2 separate regions of the Mus musculus genome follow, and region 1 is linked to region 2. Evidence: chromatin contacts called from public Hi-C data. All regions are on one chromosome and are shown on one strand. The core of a region is the stretch at or near the end of the contact, and the rest is flanking DNA. Distances in the headings are between cores, read along the strand shown.

What was found. A called contact is a pair of places that touch in the nucleus more often than the background predicts.
Region 1: a contact with region 2 is called in a Hi-C map of bone marrow-derived macrophages, with 14 read pairs. The contact joins two enhancer-like sites. A contact is called at or near these places in 2 of 15 datasets of contacts at CTCF or cohesin (large pre-B cells and stem cell-derived epiblast-like cells), 9 of 484 Hi-C or Micro-C datasets (CD4 T cells, CD8 T cells, adipose-derived mesenchymal stem cells and 5 more), 3 of 115 datasets of contacts at active chromatin or transcription factors (T-cell acute lymphoblastic leukemia, memory CD8 T cells and pancreatic cancer cells) and 1 of 9 other capture datasets (embryonic stem cells).

Annotation. Positions count from the first base shown.
Region 1 is chr5:64,999,816-65,006,451 of GRCm38.p6, forward strand. Fam114a1 (family with sequence similarity 114, member A1) reads left to right here. Exons shown (of 14, transcript NM_026667.3): 4 at 5,983-6,096; 5 at 6,219-6,328. All of the region lies in intron 2 of Gm32374 (a long non-coding RNA gene), which reads right to left. Among named protein-coding and RNA genes, the nearest start is that of Gm32374, 17 kb to the right of the region's middle. Within about 2 kb of position 3,871, at least 37 of the 459 cell types and tissues checked have an H3K27ac peak or open chromatin away from gene starts, as enhancers often do. A contact at or near this core is called in bone marrow-derived macrophages, where this site is marked.
Region 2 is chr5:64,388,562-64,395,365 of GRCm38.p6, forward strand. It overlaps Gm43837 (a long non-coding RNA gene), which reads left to right. Exons shown (of 3, transcript XR_003955925.1): 3 at 1,168-1,314. Among named protein-coding and RNA genes, the nearest start is that of Gm43837, 14 kb to the left of the region's middle. Within about 2 kb of position 3,025, at least 53 of the 459 cell types and tissues checked have an H3K27ac peak or open chromatin away from gene starts, as enhancers often do. A contact at or near this core is called in bone marrow-derived macrophages, where this site is marked.

The DNA of each region.
Region 1 (6,636 bases), core at 2,621-5,120, 610 kb after region 2:
ATATATATGTGTATGTATATATGTGTGTGTATGTATGTGTGTGTGTGTGTGTGTGTGTGCGTGTGTGTGAAAATGTATTAGATTGGCTTACAGACTGTGGTCCAGCTAGTTCAACAATGGCTATCTACCAATGAAAGGTTAAAAAAAATCCAATAATTGTTCAGTCCACAAAGCTAGATGTCTCAACTCTTCAGTATATGTCAGAATCCTGAAGATGTAGGCTCTAATGCCAGCAAAGGAATGGACTGGCAAACAAAGGAAGAAAGAGAGCTTCCTTTTTCCATGTCCTTTATATAGACTACCTGCAGAAAGTGTGGCCCAGATGAAAGATGGATCTTCCTACTACAAAAGATCCGGATTAGAAGTGGGCCTCCCATTTCAAAGGGTTTAATTGAGAAAAAAGTATCTCACAGGTGGGCTCAGCCATTTGGGTTTAGTTGGTTCCAGATGTAGTTGAGTTGATAACCAAGAATAGCCATCACGGTTCATCCATGAAAAGGATGATGCTATTGATGCTACAGTTTCCCACAGTGCTTTGAAATCTCTGTATCAGGAACAAGACTGATGGATTTCTGGTGGGCTTTGATGCAAACATTGTCAGCTCAGTAGCACTTATTCTTATCCCTGACCCTAGGGTAGGGTATATTGAACATTGACCACAGAGAAATTTGCCCATCGTTTTGGAGAGCGAAGACTTTTCCAGAAAGAAAGTTGATTGTCACCTTTTAAAGCTGCATTTAGTTTGCTTATTTGAGCATGGCAGCCTCGATGTATCTTTTTCTAAAAAACTACATTCTACGACTTGTTATTATGTCTTGAATTCATTAAGAGAAGTGTCTGAGGCAAGATCAATATTTTTTAGATGACTGTCATTACAATTCACCCCCAAGAAGAGTGTAAGGCAAGACCTCTCCAAAGGGCAGTTGGCGTTCTCCATAGAGTTTGAAGTGCACATTCCTCTAAGTCCAGCCCACCTCTGCTGGTTCTTTGAAAAGCTCACTGATGTATATGTACAGAGATGGTCAATACAGAAGCCAGGCAGTGACTACTTACTGTATTGGGTGTGCCATAGTCACTTGAGTGTGAACAAATGAATTAAAGCTCCCTCCCCCAAGAGGGAGAAAAAAGCCAGCAGAGAATACACTCTCTGAATAGGAAAATTATACAAAGTTCCAGGAAGTGGCAAATATCTAAAAAATATACAAAATAGAAAAAGCTCAGAGTTGCTGGGAGTGTAGGTTAAAGTTTTTAAGAGGGTGCTGGGGCTAGGCTTTGATGATGTACTATCCGAACAAAGAGCTAGAGGAAAGGGTGGTTCAACGCGCATATATGAGCTAACAACCAAAATATACACCAATAAAGAACTGTTAGGGTGTGATCTACTTATTTTATTGCTGGGTATATATTCAGAAGGCTTGAGAGTAAGGTCTCAGAGAGTTATTGTATACCCATGTTCAAACTGTCATTATTCACAACACTAACATGTAGGTGCAAGCCATAGATCTGCCAATGGTATATATAACAAGCAGGGTATACAGTGAAATAATATGCAACCTTAAAAAGGAAGGGAATTCTGACACACACCACAAATGGATGAACCTTGAGTGGCGTTATGCTAAGCTAAACAAGACCAGGCACAAAAAGCAAGTACTGTGGGATTCCACTTGGATAGGGTTCTTAGAGTGACCAAAATCAGAAAGACACAGAGTAAAACAGAGGTTATCAGGGCCTGGTAGGTAGAGGGAGGAGGCGCTACTGCCTAATGGGTACAAATGAGGTCTGGAAGTGGACATTAGCGGTGTGTCTGCTCCATGAAACTGTGTAGTGGAGCACTTAAGAGGATACATTTTATGTTATACCCATTTCCCTCAAAACGTATTAGGGGAAAATTCAGCCACGTAGATCAGAGAACCAATTGATGGTTTTGTCTGTTTTGTATGTACTGTTTTTAAAAGAAGGAAATATATTTAAAAGAAAGCAATTTAGATGGGAAGAGACCTCCTCATGACGTAGCTGCAGCCCTTGCCATTGGCAAATATGTCTAACAGAAAGCAGCCTTGGGCTACCCGATCATGCTGTCTAGAGCTACAGCTATTCCTCTTTACCACTGGTCGGAGACCCAGCCTCCACAAGTATGCTATTTCATCTCTCTCTCCCAATGGGCTGGGCCTTTGGATTTGATAGGATTCACAAGAAGAGGACTTAAGAAGAATATTGAACTGGGGTGTGGTATCACCCCATACCCCATGGTCCCAACCCAACCGCATCCCCACGTCTTCCAGTACAGGGAGTGATTCCGAACATCAACCCTGACCGTGCAAGGCATGACTGGGATACAAGAGCCAGAGTAAGGCCACACTTCGAACATGGACTTCACCTTGCTGTGTGGTCAAGGTGAGGCAACTCAAGTTCAGGTTAGCATAAGTCAAAGTGTTCTAAAGAAGAGCCTGACCAAGGATCTGACCTTCAAGGTTAGAAGGCATTCTCAACTATAAAACTTCCTCAGTATGTCAAAGGGATTATACATGTTGGTTCTGGCATCAGATGGACTGGATTTAAATCCTGCTTCCCGCTTACCAACTTTGGGACCTTTGGCAGATAACGTTCTTTTGATTGACCTCAGTTTTCTCAGTTATGGAAGGGGTATTACACATCTCTTAGCACAGTGTTATTAAGAAAAGTAGACACTTTAATACAGTGTCTGGGATGTCCTAAAGGTATAGAGGAGAGATTTTGGAAGGTCGATATTATAATTCTCATGGCAGAAAAAGCACAGAAGCAGAGACACGCGGACAAATTAGGTAACTAAGTTAACATCACACAGCTAAGAAATTGTGGGACCAATGTCCTTGGCGGATTTCAGTCTAGATTGCTTTCATTTAGCGTGTAAGCACAGGTAATTAAAAAGCCAGATGGCCATGGAATGTTTTTAGAGGACACTGTCCTGCAACATTCTTGGGACATTCTTGCCCTCTTGTCTTGATTTGGGTTTGCTGGGTTTTTTTTTGTTTGTTTGTTTGTTTGTTTGTGTTTTTTTTTGTTTTGTTTTGTTTTGTTTTGTTTTCTGGTTTGGCTTTCCAGCACTCACCTACTGCAGCCTGAAAACCAGACCCAGTCCCAGCCTCAGAGCCTTGGGATTCCGGAGCCTTCCATGTTTTAGAATATTTAGGGTTTGTGGTGGTGTGAAGTTATTTCACAAACGACACCAAGTAGTGTCACACACATTTGTTGTCTTTTTCTTGTTAGTAGAAACCTCTGGAAATGGAGTCATTAGTCAAAAATAAAAGTCCCAGTGGCTCTGTTATGATTTCCTTATCTGGGCACTAGATGTCACACTAAGTCAAGCTTTGGAAGTGGCTCAGCTAAGTAGGGTGTGGCAGTCTCTACCTATTTAAAAAAAAATCACAATATTTAGGTAAATATAACGCTTAAATTTGAATTTCTAGGAAAATTCAGAAAGTACTTTCTTTTACTTACAAAAAAACTTAGAATTGTTAATCAGAGAACAGATAGCACCATGGTGAAATGCCGGCTTAAACACATCTTAGCTGCATGCACATGAAAACTGTCTTCCATTCCGAAAACAAAGGGGTAGTTCTGGAGACAGTTTATGCACACTTGTCTGTGGTCATGTGGGAGGCTTGTTCTTTTTTTCCCTTTGCTGTTTTGTTTGAGACGGTATCTCATGTAGCCCAGGCAAGCCTTGGACTTGTTAGGTAGCTGAGGCTAGTCTCTTACCTTCCTCTGCTTTCCAAGTGCTGGGACTACAGACTGGCCAAGATGAGAAGCAGCTCTCCCAACAGAGAAACAGACAAGACTAACCTACTGTGGAGGAAGTCAAAGAGGGGGATGTAAGGCCCCGGAAGATTAAAGAGCTAATAATGAGTGTGAGCGCCGCTGAGCCCCAGAGCTGAGCAAGCTGTGCCTCCAGAGATCACTTATTCCCTGACTTTGGCTCTCAGAAATCTATAGCTGTGAATTATGCGTGGAGAATTCTGCAGTCTCCTTTTGGAAAGTCTGTGTGGATGTTGTTGTTGTTGTTTTTAAACTACCTTGAAGAATATGAAGCCAACGACTTAAGTGTTTGCTGAAATTTCGATGAGATTCCATTGAAATGTTTGGAATTCTTTGGAGGCTAGAAAGAATTAATTCGAGTCAGATTGAAAGCTTATAATTAAGTCTTCGGCTTAGCAGTTTGTTTTTTTTTTTTTTTCCGAGTAACTCAGTAATGAGTTTGAGCTGTGTTTAATTATCTGCATGAGTGTAGGCACATATTTCTATTGTAATTAAAGCTGTAAATCATGTTTCCTAAGTTTTCAGGGTTTGTAGGTAATATATGATGACAAATAGCTTTCGTTGGAAGAAGCCAGTAAATACCATTGCCTGTGTTGCTTTGATAAATCAGGTTAGAACTGAGAAATCGGCCTTCTGTGTGTATGTGGGGGTGCATGTGTGAGTATGTGCAGAGGCCAAAGGCTAACCTCGAAAGTCAAAGGGTATTCCTCAGGATTGTGTCTGCCTTGCCTTTTGAAACAGCATGGCTCACTTGGCCTGAAATTTACTGATTCAGTTACAACGGCTGGATGTCAAGCCCCAGGGATGTATCTGTCTCTATGTCCCCAGCTCTGAGGCTACAAACTCATGCCACCACACCTAGATTTCCACAGGGTTCTATGCATTGATATCAGATCCAAAATACTACTCTTTTGAGTATGTATGAGTCTCATCTGTGTCTTCCTCTAACTCAAGAGATGGATGAACAGTCATTTGAACAGTGTTTTGTAATTCTGACTGGTTCTAGTTGACTCTGGTGTCTTCCTTTGACTTGGTTACCACTGCCTCGTGTTTGAACAACCCAGGGTCCCAGGATGCGTGCTTCCTTTCTCCTTACATGCCACGGCAGGTAGCAGGCACCCAGATGGAGGGGGCACAGGCTGTTTTTCCTTCTAGAACTCCAGTAGCCATGAGGACCGCAGTGGTCTACCAGTGCTTTGATCCCTTCCTCCTGTCTAAGAAAGGCTTACCCCATCTTAGTGCAGGGTGTCAAGCTGTCTGTGGATGAAATAGAAGACTCTTTTCTATCAAGTCAAGGGTTGGTTTTTACCCAATGAGTGGGAAGGTCTGCTCTGTACTCCTTACCGAATCCCAACTGTGCCAGTGTCTTGGAAATAAAGACTGTCCCTTCTTGGAAATACAGGTGCTATTAGTCTGATGGAGTCCGTGACCTTCAGCCTACTTTGGACTGCTACTCCTTCCCAATTTCCCCACTGAGTGACCCTTTGATTTAGAGCTGTCAGCTCAAGACCTTTCATGGTGTACGTTTGAGGAACTGTAGTGTTATTTTTTTATTTGTTTGTTTGGAGGGCTTTGTTTTGTTTAGAGACACGATCTTGCTAAGTAGCCCACACTGACCTAGAATCTTATGCAGACTAGGCTAGACTCAAACTTGCCATCCTCCTGCCTCAGCCCCCTGAGTGTTAGGATTATATGCCACCATACATATAATCCTAGGAACATATTATACATAGGTTTATACATAGGAACGTATTGAAGGTCATCTGACTTCAATCCAGCCCATGTTAACTGAGCACCTGCCATGTGCTAGGACTTCAAAAAGCCAACAGCGACCACAAGAGAACGATTGATCAGCCATATGACACTTTAGAAAACAGGATGAAGACATGCCTTTCAAAGACGCTGACTTGAGTTTGGAGTTTCCCTGTTAAAAACAGCCACCATGGCAGAAGCCAAAAGGGGTCTGGGAACATAGTGAGGAAACTGAGTCACAAAAGAGAGTGGCTTTAAGGCCACTCAGCCTGACCATGCTGAGTTCATCTTTGGATCCTACCACAGGGAATCTGAACACATTGCTGCCATTCAGGGTAGAACCCCGCAGTCCAGATGGTCTTGTGAGATTAGTCTAGGGTCACAGACTGTGCAGATTGTAATGTCTCTGTGAACTATATATTTATGTCCTTGCAGGTCATGGATTAACAGCAGTCAAAGAAAAGGCAGGGGCAACCCTACGAATCCACAGTGCCAATTCTGCATCTCCCGAAGGGGCCCCAACTGATGCTGAAAACGGAATCTCTGGAAGTGAGTGGCGTGCTCGCCTGGTGTTTTGTTACACCCGTGTGCATGACTACACAGTGGGGAAAAGCCCAAGTTCAGATCAGCAAAATGCATTCTAACCAGGGTGTTATTTCTTGCCATGACAGATGTGACTCCAGATCAGGACCCTGCCAGAGGCCCCCACACTCCTCCTCCACCAGGGGCGGCAGGGTCGAGAGGCATGCTGTCAGCCCTCACCAATGTGGTTCAAAACACGGTGAGTCCCTAGAGGCCTCCCCTGTTTTCCCTAGTGGCTCAGTTCTTTTGATCTTTGCAGCTTGTGACCTAGATACATCAGAGAGAAGGCTGCCTCACTCCTGACTTTGGATTCCAGTTTGTTATGCTTTCTGCTACAGAGTAGCTATAACCTTGGATCTGAAATAATAAGGGCAAGATGAAATGCAGTCTGTGTTTAAAAGAAGAGAGTGGTTTAGAAGATTTTTTTTCCAATCTGATCTAACAGTGTCCCTTCTAGCTGCTTCAAGGACGGCATTTAGGTGAGGGAGGGAACTTGGAGCTGGGACA
Region 2 (6,804 bases), core at 1,775-4,274:
CACACACACTAGCTTGTTTTTGAAATGCTGTGATTAGCTCAAAGGTTAGGCAGTGCTAAGCCTTTGCCTGCTACCCCAGGCCCAATAGGGAAGTGGGCAGTGGCCACTTACCAGAATTCTTACACTGCTCAGAGGCTCTCTCTGCCACAGCTCTAAATCTGAGCCATCTCTCAACTCATCTCAAGCCATCTCAGGCAATCCTCTGTCTCCACTTCTCTATCCCAAGCCCTCGCAAATCTAAGTGTCCCGGTCCATCTCCTTTTGCCCAACCATTGACTGCTAGCATCTTTATTGATCAATCAAAAACCAATTGGGGACAAGGTCCTTCAGCATTTGGACACACAGATTCCTGATTAAATCAAAGCATTAGAACCAATCCTCAATACATCAGTCCAGACACAGGTTCAGAGACCCTGTCTAGGAGGAATAAAAAGGAGAGTAATGGGACAAGATCCCAGGTGTCCTTATCTGACTTCTGCCTACATGCATAGATAGACATGTACACATGAACATACATGTGCACATACACGACACACAGATACAAAAGCCATGTTTTTCTTTAGTCTCAAAAAACCCTGAAAAATCCCAGAGGCTGCAAGTTGCTCCTGCTTGAAATCCATGGAGATCACTAAGGCTTCTCTGAGTCAGCTAGGAGTCTGAATGAGCTCAGAAAACCAGGAGCTAACTGTGAGGAGGTGGTAGGGAGGGGGTGTCAGGGTGGGAGGGTTGCCACTAGCTTCTGCAGGGGATGGGGAAGAGGAGAGAGTGGGGAGAATGGAAGGAGGGGACCATCCAGCAGCTGGCCCAGCTGTGTGGCCTGTGCTGTCCTCCCTTTCTGGCCCTCAATTGCTCTTTGAACAGCTCTGCATTTATGGCCACTTGGACAAGCCCCGGCATTGTTTGCCTCTAGTATCTAAGGTCAGAGGCCTTAGAGGAATGGCATGGTTCTATTTCCTTAAATAGTGACTTGGGAATGAAATGAGTAAGCGTGTCTTTAATTAGCCATACCCCAGAGGCCTGCGGGGGTGGGGGGGTCTGGTAGATGGTGGGCCCCCTGCCAAGATCAGCATTGTGAGGCTGGTATTTGGTCCAGGGTGTGGGGGGGGGGGGAGGGTTCAGTGCTATGCATTATTTACCCTCCCTCCTCATCTCCTATTGTCCTATCAGCCTCAACTCCAATTCTGTCCCCATGTCAACATGAAGGATGCCCCGGAGCTGGAGAGAGGAAAGAAGGGAGCCCTTTCTGAGCAACTACCACAGCCTAGGCACTGTGCCAGACACTGGAAAGGGCAAGGTCAAAGATGGAAGGATCGTGCGGAGGTGAGCCAATGAAGGCTGAGCCCAGGCCACCTAGTCCCACAGTGGTGATGCAGTTAAAGCATAAGGGTCCCTGGCACCAGGGGAGGTTTCAGAATTGCTGTATCCCCTTTACTGCATTTTTCACACTCTGTAACCACACCACAGAGCCACCCCTGCTACAATCTCCACCCTGTTTCTTTCTGTTGCTTCCAGAACCTGCCTGGGTTCTCTTTCCTCAAAACCTCCAGGGGGCTGCTAGGCATCTCTACACTCTTTCTTTCTTCTCTCTCTGAGAGAAAATCCCTTTCCAGCCTCCCTCTGCTTACAGCTACCTTTCCTTCTGTTTCTTCAGTTCTTGTTGTCGATGTCACAGAAAAGAAAATGATCATTCAGAAAGAACAAAGGGAGGAGGCAAAGGAGCCTGCAAAGGAGATGCTGATTGGCTGAAGGTTTAAGGATGCTGCAAGTGTGGAAGCCAAAGAGGGAGAAGTGCCTGAGACCACCGCCCAGACAGGAGCCATAGCTGACTGTGGAAGGGAGACTAGGAATAGCCACAAGAAAGAAATTTCCATTCAGAAGGAATGGAACGGGCAAAAGAATTTGGGAAGAAGTTGAGTGGTTAATCTACTCAGGTTTTACCTTCTGATGTTGATGTTTCTAAGAAATTGTGATTGCAGAAAGGGTCAGAACATTTTCTGTCTTCTCAGCTACTCAGATTGGAATTTCAGAGTCCACTTGGGCTGGCAGGCTGAGACAGACAGTATCCCCAGACCATGTCCCCCATACCCCTTCCCACAACTCCCCCCCGCCCCCCCGCCCGTACCATCTTCACCTCCAAGGAATGAGGGAACACCTTGGGCAGGTCTGGGCAGGGCAGGCCTGTTTTGCCCAGGTCAGCTGTGGTCGCCTCAGGAATGAGAAAGAAAGCCTGACTATAAACAAGACTTTTTCCACGATCCCTTGATGTGCGCTCCTTATGGGAGGCACAGGACGTCCAGAGCTCTCTTCTCAGTGTTTGGCTAGGGCTTACCTGGCTTCACGCTCTTCACTCTCCTCTACCTCTTGACCTCACATGCTGATTTGTGCTTCTGGGGTCTTACATAATATGTTATCCTGGAATCATGTTTTAAATGGTGCTTTGTGAAAATGGCATTGCTGGGGCTAATGCTGCACCACAAAGTAATCCCTGGAGATGCGGAGTGTGGTCCAGGGCCAGCAGCATCAACATCTCTTGGGAACTTGTTAGAGATACAGGCCCCAGGGTCCTACCTGTGGGTGGAGTACTGCCATCAGAATTTTAACAAGCCCTATGGTGGGTCTGACTTTTGAGCATGCTCCAATTAGGAAGGAAGCTATTTAATGCCAGGAGATGGAACCCTGGGTTTGTAGACTTACCAAGGAACCAAAAATACCATTTGTCTGCTGCAAGACCCTAGGCTTGTTGCACCAGAGGCAGAGATGTGATTTCTTAGCAAGCTAATGAACCTTTGCTCTCCAAGATGGAGGGGGTGTGGGGGGGGGAGGAGCTTTTGACAAGGATGCAGGGGGTGGGGGACTTCCTGATGGGGGCAGGTGACCTTCACAGGAAGGGTTTTGGTTCCAGCACAACTACTGTGAAGGAATGCTCCCATTCAGAGCTGTAGGATGTCCTGAGGGGGGTGGGGGTGGGGGTGGGTACCTCCCTCCCTTCTTGGAAGTTGCCACACCTAATTCTCTAGCATGCCGGCCGGCTGGGAAGAGGAAATGGACTGTGACTGAAGTGAGAGAAGCTCAAATGCTCGGTGAGGGACTTTTCTGAGGGCAGTGCCTGGAACCAACTTTCAGTGTGGGTTGTGCAATCTCCTTTGGACATCTCTTCTTGGGGCAGGAGAATGGAACCGCTAAGTGTCCTGAAGGGACTTTGGTCCTGGCTTTTCATGATGTAGCTCTGTACTCCTGGGGAGATCCCTCAATCTTTCAGGGCCACTAAAGCCTTGCTCATACACCGGAAATGATGATAGCAAGACGGACAGAAGTTTGGCAGGTTTTGGGTACCATCCCAGGTAAGCACCAGTCAGTGCTGGGTCTAGAACAGTGCACTAAGCTTGAGTGGTGCAGACACTGTATCCCCCACACGCTCACTGAAAGGACAAGGGATTCATAGTCTCCCACTGAAGTAGCTGGAAGGCCACCACTCTGCAGCTATTTCAGACCTTTATGCTCAGCACAATATTACCATGATCCTGTTCCCAGAGCTTAATGGAACTCTAGAGAGGTGTTCTTCATGGTGTTTCCTATTGCTGGGATATCTCCTCTTCTGGTCACTTGTCTTTCAGGAGAGTGGTTGTAAGAAAGCCGTGAGGGCTTACATCTCTTCCCAGGCCTGAGGGAGGAAACAGGTAAAAAGAAGAGAAAAATGAAGTCTCTAGGGTAGAACGACAAGGTGTACAGGAGGTAGCAGCTCCCAGCGGGGCTCAGCTGGAGATGGTTGGAAGAGTGACTGTGTCTCCTTCCATCCGCGAACAGTGCAAGCTTCTGCCGGTAAAGGTCACAGCTTACGACGGGGTCTGTCTTTCTCAACACACGGGCTGAGATACAGGTCCTGGGCAGAGCCACTCATAGGAGGGGTGTCTGGTTCTTTGCTTTTAAGCTGTACCGGTGAGGGAAGGCAACTTTGATAGCATCGTAACTGATCAGAGATCAGTACATTGCATAGACCTTGACCATGCACATGGCTTCCGCCCCGGGTGTTATCCCTAGATATTTTATCGTGCCCCAGAGCAGGTGCAGGTCATGCAGGAGAAGCAGGCTGGAAGGGCCCTGGGAGGTCCCCTTTCTGCAGAGTGCTCTGGCCTGCCAGAGAACAGGAACCAACAGCAACAACAACAACAACAAAATCTGGAACTAATGCGTCTGGATTTTTCCCAAGTGGCCTGCTTTTCCCTGTGGGTGAGCTACAGGGTCCCTCTCATAGCCTGCCCTTCCCTCCTGTCCCCCTGTATGGTCATCTCCATGATGGCTAGATATTCCCTTTGTGGCCACCATTAGAAAGTTCAGCAGGGTGAGCTTTTCAGAAAAGCTGCTATTTAAAAACAGGAACCTGAAAGATACATTAACGGGGGGAAGTGGGCGATTATTTGTCTTTACTATATATAGGAGAGAGTCAGTTTATAACAGAATTATTTTTGTATGCTGTTTTTGCCGGAGCAGCCAGCCTGTCTCCTGATGCCAGTATGCAACTGATTTTTATAGCATCGCCTCCGCTCCATAGGGTCAGTCATCAACTGTCCCAGACCCTTCTTGCTATTTGTGGCTGCTTCTGGTGTCTGGAAAGGAACTCACTACCCATGGAGGTTCAGCGAGTTCTCCTTGGGCTGGCTACATGCAGCCTGAAGTAGAAAGAGCATATGGGTTTTCTAGCTGTACCCCATATCCGTTCTTCCCAAGGTACACTCTGCTCAAGCAGGCAAGTCTTCCTTCCCTGGAAGTGGCTGGTAGTTGAAGAGCCAGGAGAGTGTTTCCTCCACACATCATCTTCTGATCCTTTGGCTGGAATGATTGGTGTACAGTTGGAGACTGTCTGAGTGTGTTCTTAAAGTACCTGTGAATGTGAGTCCATTCCTTTGTGATTCGAAGAGCAGCAAAACGTGGTTTGACCAGTATCAGTGATAACAAGGAAGAGAGTGCTCTTGGTATTCCTGCCATCTGGCTTTCTGCCTCTCAAACGGGCTGGCTTATTTGGCTTTGATGGAGTTCTAAGTCTGTATCTAAAGGGAGTTATTTTAAAATGAAACTTACGTCTCTGAGGATTGTAAGGGTTCAGCTGCTCAGCCAGGGGACCAGGTTTCTAGACTTGGTGCCCACAATGTCTGGCCAGCCTCATTCCCAGCAAGTCACCGCTGCAAGTCACCACCACACCCAGGGTCGGGCATGCTCAGGAATGTGGCCTGTGCATTTGTCTCTGCAGTCTTGGATCACACTATGAGAGCAGTCAGAATATCTTTGTTCTGTGTCCAGGCCACCAAACCCTTAGAGAAGATCAAAAAATGTCTTCTCTTTACCTAGAGAAGACAACAGATGCTTACTCAATGAATGGATGGATGGCAGATGGATGGATAGCAGATAGATGGATGGCAGATAGATGGATGGATGGCAGATAGATGGATGGATGGATGATGGATGGATGGATGGACAGACAGACGGACGGACGGACGGACGGATGGATGGATGGATGGATAACTGTCTTTTACCCCAGCAGATCTATTACACTTGAGGAACTTTACTGAGTGCCTATTCCATGCCAGACTTTCTTCTAGATACATCATGGTATGTATCAAAGCTGACCAAAATAACCAAAGCCAAAAACAAAACCAAAAAAAAAAAAACCCCAAAAAACAAAAAAAACACCCCTCTCTTTCCTTACTTGCAAAGAGATTACATTTTAGCAGGGCAAAATAGATAAGCAATAAGCAAATTATACATGCATATATAAAATGTAATGTGTCCACCTGACATACACATATATGTACGTATACATGATGTCAGGAAGAGGAGGGACGGGATGCGTGGAGATCCAGGAAAGCTGAGCCATAAAAGAGAGTGGTCAGGGTTAGTGTCAGGGTGCCTTAGTGGACCCAAGACTTTACCAGATCATTTCCTCTGGCATTTTGGTGCTATCAGTTTTGCTTCTGTGTGTATGTGTAAACACACACAAGTCATATATAGGCCATAGCAGCATCCAGCAGGGGCCTCTATGCCTGCTCAGCATCTGACACCTAATAAATGTTTGATAAAATGTAGCCAGCTGGGGTCTGAGAGATGGTATATCGGTTAAGAACAATTGCTGCTTTTGAAGAGTTCCCAAGCTCAGGCCCCAACACTCAAGAAGGATGGCTCATCACTATCCTTAAGGTCAGCTTCATGGGATCCCAGGCCCTACCAGCCTCCAGGGAAACTGGTATACCCCACTCCCGTCTGTCACACACAGTTATCTACACACACAATAACATATAAACAAATAAAATGAATAATAAATATTTTAAAAAGTAGCCAGGTAGGTGAATGCTTAATAATTAATTTGCTAAAGAGGATTATTCCCCTCACATTATAGAAATGATAACTGTTCCACCGGCCTATTTTACATGTGTATGGTCTTAGTTAAGATTTCTAACGTGATAAACACCATGACCAAAAGCAACTTGAGAAAAAAATGAGTTGATTTTTGTCTTACACTTCTAGGTAACAGTTCATCCCTGAGAGAAGAGTTTGGGGCAGGAATTTGGTGGTAGGAACTGAAGTAGAGGCCATGGAGGGGTGCTGCGTGCTCCTCCTGGCTCACTCAGTCCATCTTCTTATATGATCCAGGACTACCCACCAAAGGATGGCACCGCTCACTGAAGGTGGGCCCACCCACATCAACCATTAATCGAGAAAATGCTCTGCAGGCTTGCCCACAGGTCAGTCTTGTGGGGACATTTTCTCAGTTGAGGGTCCCTCCTCAACTGACATAAGCTGACATAAAAGTAG